2 separate regions of the Mus musculus genome follow, and region 1 is linked to region 2. The links are chromatin contacts, called in public promoter capture Hi-C maps. All regions are on one chromosome and are shown on one strand. Each heading gives the region's core, a stretch centred on a gene start, on an enhancer-like site or on the middle of the called end of the contact. The rest is flanking DNA. Distances are from core to core; before and after follow the strand shown.

Region 1 (5,273 bases), core at 1,777-4,276, 1.1 Mb after region 2:
CCTGTTGGCACTGAGTTCCACAAGCTTTGATATAACATCTAATTTGTTTAGGCTCCGTTGTTTCTGAGTGTGCTATTTGATTTTTACAACTCAGACCTCTGGTTCCAATTCCTAACTGTATCTCACTGGAGTTTAAAACACTTTCCCTGCTTGCACACAGGTGCTACGTGCAAAGACCCTTGAAGAGCCCTGAAACTGTGGACAGTACAGAACTCTGCAGAAACTGCACTTCTTTTCAAAGCTGCCAGGCTCTGAAAGGCGCCTCTGGCTGATCCACACAGCTGTCTCATGCTTCTCTGTGTGTGGTCAGAAGACTTTTCTTGGCACCAGTGTTGGTTCCGAAGTCCAGAATGACTTCTTGCACCTAGTCTAAGGGTAGAAAAATGGACCTTTGTTTGTATCTGGGAAGCTTATCTGCTTGCACTCCATCTCAGAAGCAATGAGCATGTGCCTGTGCCCAGAGGGCAAAGGCCAGTGTTCCACGGCTGGCAACTTGGGAGATGGACAAGCTCCAAATGCATACATTCCCAAGACATTCGAGTAATCCTAACCCACACAGGGGTCACCCACACAAAAGCCAGCCCCTATGAGAACATTCTAATGAAATCCTACAGATCCCAGGTGAGTTGCCAGTTTGGAAGAGCTGAGGTCTTCACACCCAGGGGACTTCATACCCACTCACAATCTCATCTTCATGGGCCTCTTCTGGGTGCTTATCAGAGACATTGAAGGTAGCACAGGAAACCACATAGAATCCTTTGTGACACAAAAAATCAAGAAGGGATCAGAAACTGCTTAGGGAGACACACAGAGCCCTGTCTTCTCCTCAACTTACAAGAAGAAAACACTGGAAGATGGAGGGACAATGTTCACAAAATGCCTGTAGCAAATATTCTTAGCAATATTATTTCATACAATTGAATACTACCAGAAATGGGAAGAATAACTACTGATACATCCGAGAATCTACATAGGCCTCGAGATTATTGCATTTAACCAAATAAAGGTCTACGCTGAGGGTTGCATATGCCGCAGTGCCATTTACATCACACTCTTGAGACAGCAACACTGTGGGGTGGGGATGAGTTTTCAGTGGCAGGTGACAGAGCAGGTTAGCGGCAGAGTAGGAGAATGGGTGCGAGTGGGTGTTTCTTCTGTGGTGCTTATTTCTAACTCTAGATTCAGATTGTTGGCTAAAAGAATCTCAATGGGCCGGGTGTGGTGGTGCACGCCTTTAATCCCAGCACTTGGGAGGCAGAGGCAGGCGGATTTCTGAGCCAGCCTGGTCTACAAAGTGAGTTCCAGGACAGCCAGGGCTATACAGAGAAACCCTGTCTCGAAAAACCAAAATAAATAAGTAAGTAAATAAATAAATAAAAAGAATCTCAATGGAAGACCAAGCAAGCCCATGGTGACATGTGTGCATGTGTGTGCAAGCATGCAAAGACAAAGGCTGCTTAAAGGAAAGTGAGCACTGTATTAGGTCTGTGGCTTAGTTAATGGTGACAGGCCAGTGCTAACTCCCAACTTGGGTTGCCACAGCTGTATTCAGTGGAGCTCTACAGGAGAAACAGCAGACCTCTCTTTGATAGTTGATTAACCTCTCTTTGTCCCATGAGTCTATAATTAAAATTAAAAGTTCTCTTACAAAAGTCACTCAGACTGTCAGACCTGATAACTCAAGAGCGATTTCCATCAATAACACTGATGCTCTAAAGACACATAGATTAGCAGGCACCATCCTTCCCTCAAAGAGCCAATAACACAATGGTATTATGTGAAACCCATCTTCACTAAAAGCCAGGGGTTGAACTCAGAAAGACAATGTGCAGCGTAGGAACTTAGGCCAAAGCATCACTTGATATCAGACATTAAAGGGATACAAATAGGAAAAATCAAATCACTCCCATTTGCAGATGATATGTCATGCATAAGAAACTCCTGAATAATTCGCCAGAAAACTTCTAGAAATGACCAATAAAATTAACTTAGAAAATCAACAGTCTTTCTAGATACCAACAACAAGCTGAGAAAGATAACGTTGAATATACTCCACTCATAATCTCAAAAAATAGAAATTAACCATGCACTATACCCAGTTACATACCTGGGCCTGTGTTCCTAACCAGACCTTCATACCAGAAGAATCTTTGGGAGAAAGTGGACTGGAATAAGTCTCTTAGTGGATCCTTAGGTCATTTGGCGCCATCTGCTGTTGATCTAGGGTTGGCGGGCCCCCCTACTGATACTTTTCCTTCCTCTTACTTCAACGTACCTGTTTTCTACTCTCCTGGTGAATAATTCTCTTAGAATGTTAAGTTACTCTCATTTACACTAAAACGTGATTCGAATTTGCTAATTAAAATGATGAGCGAGAAGCGGACAATGATAATAATTATGATTGACGACGATGTCGACGACTGATTGGTGGTTGTGGTGAGGATGAGAAGACCACCACAGACAAATATGCTACCCTGGCTCCCAGGCCAGAGAGTGTCCGTGCTCTTTGAGTTCTTTGAGTTCTAGAGGTCATCTGACACCATGCTTACTTCTGACACACTTCAAACAATTTAGGACTATGACTATGCATCATCAAAAAGTATACAGGTGTTGTGGCGCATTCTTATGATCCCAGCACTCAGGGGGGTTCAGTAGGGAGGCTTATGAGTTAAAAACTAGTCTGGGAGTCAGGCGGTGGTGGTGCACGCCTTTCATCCCAGCACTTGGGAGGCAGAGGCAGGCGGATTTCTGAGTTCGAGGCCAGCCTGGTCTACAGAGTGAGTTCCAGGTCAGCCAGGGCTACACAGAGAAACCCTGTCTCGAAAAACAAAAACAAAACACACACACATATTAAAAAAAAAAAAACCTAGTCTGGGATGCCTAGTGAGCCTCAAAAACTGCAAGCATGTAAAGGAATAATGCTGGTAGTTTATACTGCCTGCTAGACGTTTCCAGATGTTAGGAGCAAAAAGTTTCAACCTGTAACGGAGTCCGATACCCTCTTGTGGTGTATCTGAAAACAGCGACAGTGTGGTCACATGCATAAAGTAAATAAATCTTCAAAAAGGGGGGATGGGGGAGCTGTGCGGCCAAGCTTTAGAGAGAAGGAAGTACTCTTCCTCTTGAAATGACTTTATGTTCTTAAATTTTAAAAAATGTTGTCATTATTTGACAGTTATATATAATTTGGGCAATCTTATGGATTCCAGTCCTAGTGAACCCTTCTTTCCAACAAGCTCCTCTCTTTTCATATCCTTTGTTTGTTGCTTGCTTAGGGTTTGGGGATCCAGTGAGTTCAGTTAGGGTTGCTCTCGTGGACAGCAGTTATGTCCTGGCACATGGGCATTGTCCAGGGGCTCCACCACTGAAAGAAATGTTTCTCCCTTCTCCTCTTCCTCTTCCTCCTCCCTCTCCTTCCCCTTTCCCTCCCCCTTCTTCTCCCCCTTTCCCTCCCCCAGCAAGCATTAACTGCTGCTAGCTCTGTGCGGAAAATAATCAGCCCCTCCACACTTGAGTTTTTGTTATCAAGTTAAAAAGAAATATCAACTTTCAATTTTTGTTTGCAAATTTTTCTGGCTATTCAGGAAGTACTGGGAATCCTTATTCTCAGTTTGGTAATTCAGTCCCCAGATGTCTTGGCACACTTCACCTAGAATATAGGTCAGTGTAGAACAAGTGCTATGAGAAATCCTAGCTGCTTGTTATCCCAAGACTATGCAGAAGTTGTGGGATTTTTTTCTCTGATTTCACTTTTACTTTTCCTCTTTTCTTTAAAGTGCAAGGCTCCCTATAATGTCTAGTGTCCAAGGTGATTTTCAAACTAAAAATTATAAACATTACCAGAATGCAAACTGTTTTGTGTGAAAATTCTTTGAAACTTTCAAAACTACGTGCCGTGGGGCTAGAAGACAATGCATAGGCCACTCAGAGAAGATGCATAGTATCCCTGCAACCATTCCTGCATGCTACAGTACCAACTTGCTAGGCGAGATGTGTGCACTGGTACAACGGTGGCACAGGGATATCTGCAATTGTTGAGGTTGTTTTTTGAAGCCTATTCCACAGGAATGATTCCAGCTTTGTACTGGAAACCTGGTCAAAGCCCATGAGTCTGGCGGTCTTAGGACCTGTAAAGATCCACTATAGCTGTTTTTCGGGAACATCTGTGTTCATGCGCACCGATCAGTGCTGCCCTCTGCCCTGGCCCAGAGAAGCTTCCCTCTGCAGAGGTCAGCAGATAAAGCAGAGACTCATAGATGATCAAAGTGCTAAATAAATAAATAAAGAGCTACTCAGATGCTCAGCCCTAAATGGAGCCATCTGTATCAGTCTTAGGGTTGAGTTAGGGTTGGAAGAACACTTAAAACACTGTCTCGGGGACATGGCATGACAGTGGCTATGGTCACCTGCACAAGAGCAAGTTGACTAGATCACTCTGCATCCTGATGGGCAGCACTGATTGGACTCTCATGGGTCATTAACAAATGAGGGGGAGGACATGAAAGGGGCAGAGAAGCATGTTAGGGGTACCTGGGGTAGTAGGAGGGAGCAGTTAGGATTCCGAGCAGCAGTGGGAGGGGAGAGTTAGGGTGTATATGACCTCTTACACACGTTCGCGACCGGCCAGGAAAGACGCAACAAACCGGAATCTTCTGCAGCAAAAGCTTTATTGCTTACATCTTCAGGAGCCAGAGAGCAAGAGAGCAAGAGAGCAAGAGAGCAAGAGCAAGAGAGAGCAAGAAAGCAAGAAAAAGAACAAGAACAAGAAAGCAAGAGAGAGAGAGAGAGAATGGCAAAACCCCGTCCCTTTTAAGGAGAATTATCCTCCGCCTAGGACGTATTACTCCCTGATTGGCTGCAGCCCATCGGCCCAGTTGTCATCACGAGAAAGGCAGAACACATGGCGGGAAAACTGCCCCTGCACGTGTGCAGATTATGTTTACTACTTAGAACACAGCTGTCAGCGCCATCTTGTAATGGCAAATGTGAGGGCGGCTCCCAACAATGACCAAGAGGTATTGTTTACATGAATGAAAATATCAGAATAAATAGTCTATTTTTTTAAAGCTGATAAGAGTATTGTTAGTATATATTTCACCTTCCAACCTAAAATTTACGCTGCAAGTTAGATCCAACAAAGGAACTCTAAACTGCTTCACAGAAAAAAGAAAGAGAGAGAGAGAGAAAAAGAGGGGGAGAGAAAAAACTTAAAACTACATGACTGGAAACTCAAACAAACCCCAACCAAGCAATAGATTCTGCTAAGCCTGCCT
Region 2 (4,791 bases), core at 788-3,287:
TTCAGCCCAGTCTGCAGCAGCGACTGATAGGGCCAAGGGAAGAGGCAGACTGTGGACCCCACGCTTTCAGGACTTTGCCCAGCCCTCTCCAAGCCAGTGTACCAGCAGCATCGGGACACCTTGAGGGGAAAGGTGGAACCAGGAAGCGCAAATTAATATAGTGTCAAGTTGCCATTTATATATTTGTGTTTATGTCCATAGATGAATAAACACAGCGCAGCCTCCATCGCAGAGCCTGTCATGGTGGTGACTGGCAGAGGATGAAGAAGTACAGGACTACACAAGGTGCTGAGAATAAATAATGGATAGTGTTCATCTCTAAACCAGATATTAATCACCCATTTTATGGTGTTGGGTACACTGCAGAAAAGGGAAAGAATGTAATAGCCTGAATAAAAGGCGAATAGTTGGGAAAACGGCATCTTCTGGAGAGGACACAGCTATTACAATCACAAACCAACAGGCCTGTGCTGGGTTTGCCAAAGAATGGTTGGAGAAGGGTACGTCTTCTGTTGGAGTGCTTCCTATTGATAGATTCAGGGAGTGGGGAAATTGCTCCTTTCAATTGTGTACTCTGAATGACCCTATCATTCTCCAATGGATACCCTCCTCCAATGGATGTTCTCCCCCAATGGATGCCCTCCTCCAATGGATACCCTCCTCCAATGGATGTTCTCCCCCAATGGATGCCCTCCTCCAATGGATGCCCTCCCTCTGTGATCATACAGATGGCCCATGTTAAACCCAACTAAACTAAACTAAACTAAACTAAACTAAACTAACTAAAACTCATGAAACTGAGAAAGGAAGCAGGTGGGGTTAGTAGTGAAGGGAGGTACATAAGAGAGGGTGTGAGAGAAAGAGTAATGGAAAACATTATATACACATATGAAACTGTTAAACAACAAAGTCGGTCAAGAATAATTAAATATAGCATGCACAAAACTTTATTAAAACAAAACCAAAAAGCCTCTTTATAGGAAAAGTGATGCACCAAGCAAGAATCTACTGCTAGTGTTTGCCATGGAGAGACAGAGTGAATCTGATCATCAGAACCCACCGACACATCTGGTGATGAAACAGCCACTGAGAAACAGGATGGAGGCCCCGGCTATCGTCCAGGAGAGCACTTGGGAGTTTTTGAAGCATCCTCTCTCTGTAGGAAGAAGGATAAAATACACAGTGGATCTTCCCAAAGCAATATACGAACGAGATTTGAGTTGACTTTATCTTTACTCCTTCCTGTTTTCATTTCATATCTACCAGTCCCCAGGCTTGCCCATGCATCCGTGCCCTCTGGAGACTGTTGGTCCTCACCCAGAAAGCTAACAATCCAGGCGAGCCGTGTGGAAGCCTCTGCTTCCGGCCGATGTTAGCCTGGAAACCACACCTTAAGAAGTCTGAGCTTTTCATTTCTACTCTCCCCATTTAAAATGCTTCTGCACTTTAAGGACTGCCCTCCGTGCTTCCTCCCTTTCTTCTCTTCTCATCTTACCTCACTTTCTCCCTTTGCCTTTCTAGTCTTTCTCCTGCTGGGCTCTTCTCAGCATTTCATTTTTAAGCTTTTTGTAAATTAGACCAAACAGTTGGCAGCCATGCAGTAAGTACTTTCTTATGCCAGATATACATTTTACAGACAATTCGAGTAAATTCCACAGAAGTGAAGGACTTGCTCAAAGACATTCAGAGTATCACAGAAGGTAGAAACAGTCAGCAGGCAAGCTCCTCCCACCTCCCTTGGCCCCTTCTCCCAGACTCCTCAGCAAGAGCTCTGACCTTTCCTCTCTTTTGTTTTGTTTCCACCTCAGTAAGTGCTTTTCTATCACCCTAGCCCTTGGCAAACTTCTAAGAGAGTCAAGGAGGATGCCTAGATTGTACCTGTGTGGTGGGATGCAGGCGATTTGGTTGAATTCATTCTTCCTTTTTCCTGCCTTTCTTCCTTTTCCTTCTCTTCTCAGTTTAGAAAGAGCCCCTGGAAAGTGAGTCTTGAATGGTGAATCCTTGGCCCTCTTTTTAAAAGTTCAAGACTAACAGACCGGATAGCACAGTATGTCAACGTGCTTTATAGATGTGCAATTAAGTCAGAATTTCCTCTCTTGCACAAGGACAAGGAGTTTAGTGGACACCACGCCAATTCTCACTCCAGACCACAAAAGAGGAAATGATGAAGTATATGCTAAGCATCAAGAGAAATGGCAGAGAGGCCTGAAAAATATATCTGTGTTATTTTAGTTGGTAAATGCCTTACTTTTCTCAAAGTCTAACTTGGTCCCGATTTTCCTTTGGCACTATGTGCCTCAGTACCACATTCTGAATTCTTGTTGTTTTTTGTTTGTTTGTTGTTTCTATCAAGTATACATTTGTTCACAGACAGGAGGCTGAGAGCCTCTAAATTATCTCTGCCCACACCACACAGCTGGGAACATAATGTGCATATTTACAAGTTGGCAATGAAAGTTTTCTTTAGGTCCTTTCTGTTCCTCTTCCTTTACCAGCTCTTAGGTGCTCACTGTGTGGAATCTGACCCCTTTACCAAGATGCTATCCACTGGACTGTTTTATAGATCAGCCACACATGCCTTTGTGAGTCAGTTCAGTTTCTTAAACTGACACACAATGTCTAAGGACTCATTAGGTACTTTAATTCTATTTTTTATTTATTTGGAAATTTTAGAGGAGGAACAGATTTGAGTGTCAGCAGAAGCAATTTCAGTTAGACAGAACTCAGTGTTTGTCTGGAATGTGAGCTTGATATAGGATGTCTTTCCTTAACTTCCTACAAGTTTTCTAAAGACTCTTTAATGTCTGTAAAAGTCACACTAGTATCAGCTGTCTTGAGGTTATGAGTGTCAGGAGATAGAAGTGCTACACATATGACTTGGTAATCCCCGTGTTTGATGAGCCAGATTTCCTATGTGCTACACAATATTTTTTTTGCCTCAAGGAAACTTTCTATTATTTCCACAGATTGGAAATTTCCCTCAGAACTTTTTATTTTACAGACACGTGGATTTTTTTCAAGTATCTTGAAGCATATTTTAAAATTGATATGGCTTGGTTGAGTTGTCACTGAAATTTCATATGTAAGGCTTTGCTCCCCAGAGAAGAGGCTTTGTGGATGTATAGAGATGAGCTCTTGTGAAATGGCCATAGCTTCAGTGGCTTTGAAAGAGTCTGAACTATTTCAGTCTTCAATGGTTTCTTGACTTCTATCATGGTGTGCCATCATTTCCAAGATCCAAACCATGGGGTTACCAAATCCTTGACCTGATACTCCAGACAAACATGCCAAAAGAAAACTTTATTTCTGTATCATTGGTCTTTTGTGTCTCAAGATTCTTTTTGTAGGCTAGACTAACTTTTGAAACCCATAAGCAATGTAGGTTTTGCTATCCTCTAGGTCTTTTTCCTAAGTTTTTTCCTTCAAAGTCTAAAAGTTTTCACTGTAGAGTTTTATGTTTGTTTCCTTGGTTGGGTTTATTTCTGTTTTTAAAATTATATATTTTCTTTATTTACCATCTAAATGTTGTCCCCTTTCCTGGTTTTCCCTCTGAAAACTCCATTCCCTCACTACTCCCCCTGCTCACTAACCTACCCACCCCTGCTTTCTGGTCCAGGAATTCCCCTACACTGGGGCATTAAGCCTTTTTAGGACCAAGGGACTCTCCTCCCATTGATGAACAACAAGGCCATCCTCTGCTACATATGTGGCAGGAGCCATGGGTCCCTCCATGTGTAATCTTTGGTTGGTGGTTTAGTCCCTGGGAGCTCTGGGGATACTGGTTGGTTCATATTGTTGTTTCTCCTATGGGGCTGCAAACCTCTTCAGCTCCTTAGGTCATTTCTAATAAAAAATTAAATAAAAAATAAAAAAAGAAGATTATTTTCCTGCATTGGACAGTGATTTTATAGGGTGTAGTTTCCATCCTTGTTTTGGAGTTTTCCATTTATTATGCTTTGAAGGGCTGGATTTGTGGAAATATATTGTGTAAATTTGGTTATGTCATGGAATATCTTAGTTTCTCCATCTAGGGTAATTGAGAATTTTGCTGGGTATCTTAACCTGGGCTGGCATTTGTGTTCTCTTAGTGTCTGTATGAGATCTACCCAGGATCTTCTTGCTTTTATAGTCCCTGGTGAGAAATCTGGTATAATTCTGATAGATCTACATTTATATGTTACTTGACATGATTCCCTTACTGCTTTTAATATTCTTTCTTTGCTTTTAACATTTGGTGTTTTGATTATTAAGTGACAGGAGGAATTTCTTTTCTGCTCTAGTCTATTTGGTGCTCTCTAGGTTTCTTGTATGTTCATGGGCATCTTTTTCTTTAGGTTAGGGAAGTTTTCTTCTATAATTTAGTTGAAGGTATTTACTAGGCCTTTAAGTTGGGAATCTTTGCTTTCTTCTATACCTATTATCCCTATGTTTGGTCTTATCATTGTGTCCTGGGTTTTCTGGATGTTTTTGGTTAAGGCCTTTTAGTATTTTGCATTTTCTTTGACTGTTGTGTCTATGCTTTCTATGGTATCTTCTGCACCTAAGATTCTCTCTTCTATTTCTTGTATTCTGTTGGTGATTCTTGCATCTATTACTCCTGATCTCTTTCCTAGTTTTTTATTTTTATTTTTATTTTTTATTTCCAGAGTTGTCTTCCTTTGTGATTTCTTTATTGTTTTTACTTCCATTTTTAGATCATGGATGGTTTTGTTCAATTCCTTCACCTGCTTGGTTGTGTTTTTCTGTAATTCTTAAAGGGATTTTTGTCTTTCCTCTTAAAGATGTTCTACC

What was found. Promoter capture Hi-C pulls out the DNA fragments that hold promoters and counts their contacts.
Region 1: a contact with region 2 is called in a promoter capture Hi-C map of the HPC-7 cell line, with 35 times the contacts expected there. The contact joins the enhancer-like site here to the promoter of Clec4e in region 2. A contact is called at or near these places in 6 of 39 promoter capture datasets (the HPC-7 cell line, HPC-7-derived erythroid cells, cranial neural crest and 2 more), 1 of 115 datasets of contacts at active chromatin or transcription factors (acute myeloid leukemia) and 2 of 9 other capture datasets (embryonic stem cells and macrophages).

The regions. Positions count from the first base shown.
Region 1 is chr6:124,377,320-124,382,592 of GRCm38.p6, forward strand. No RefSeq gene overlaps it. Among named protein-coding and RNA genes, the nearest start is that of 1700027F06Rik, 15 kb to the left of the region's middle. Within about 2 kb of position 3,027, at least 14 of the 459 cell types and tissues checked have an H3K27ac peak or open chromatin away from gene starts, as enhancers often do. A contact at or near this core is called in the HPC-7 cell line, where this site is marked.
Region 2 is chr6:123,287,834-123,292,624 of GRCm38.p6, forward strand. Clec4e (C-type lectin domain family 4, member e) reads right to left here and starts at 2,038. Exons shown (of 6, transcript NM_019948.2): 1 at 1,879-2,038; 2 at 1,061-1,156. The coding sequence starts at 1,915.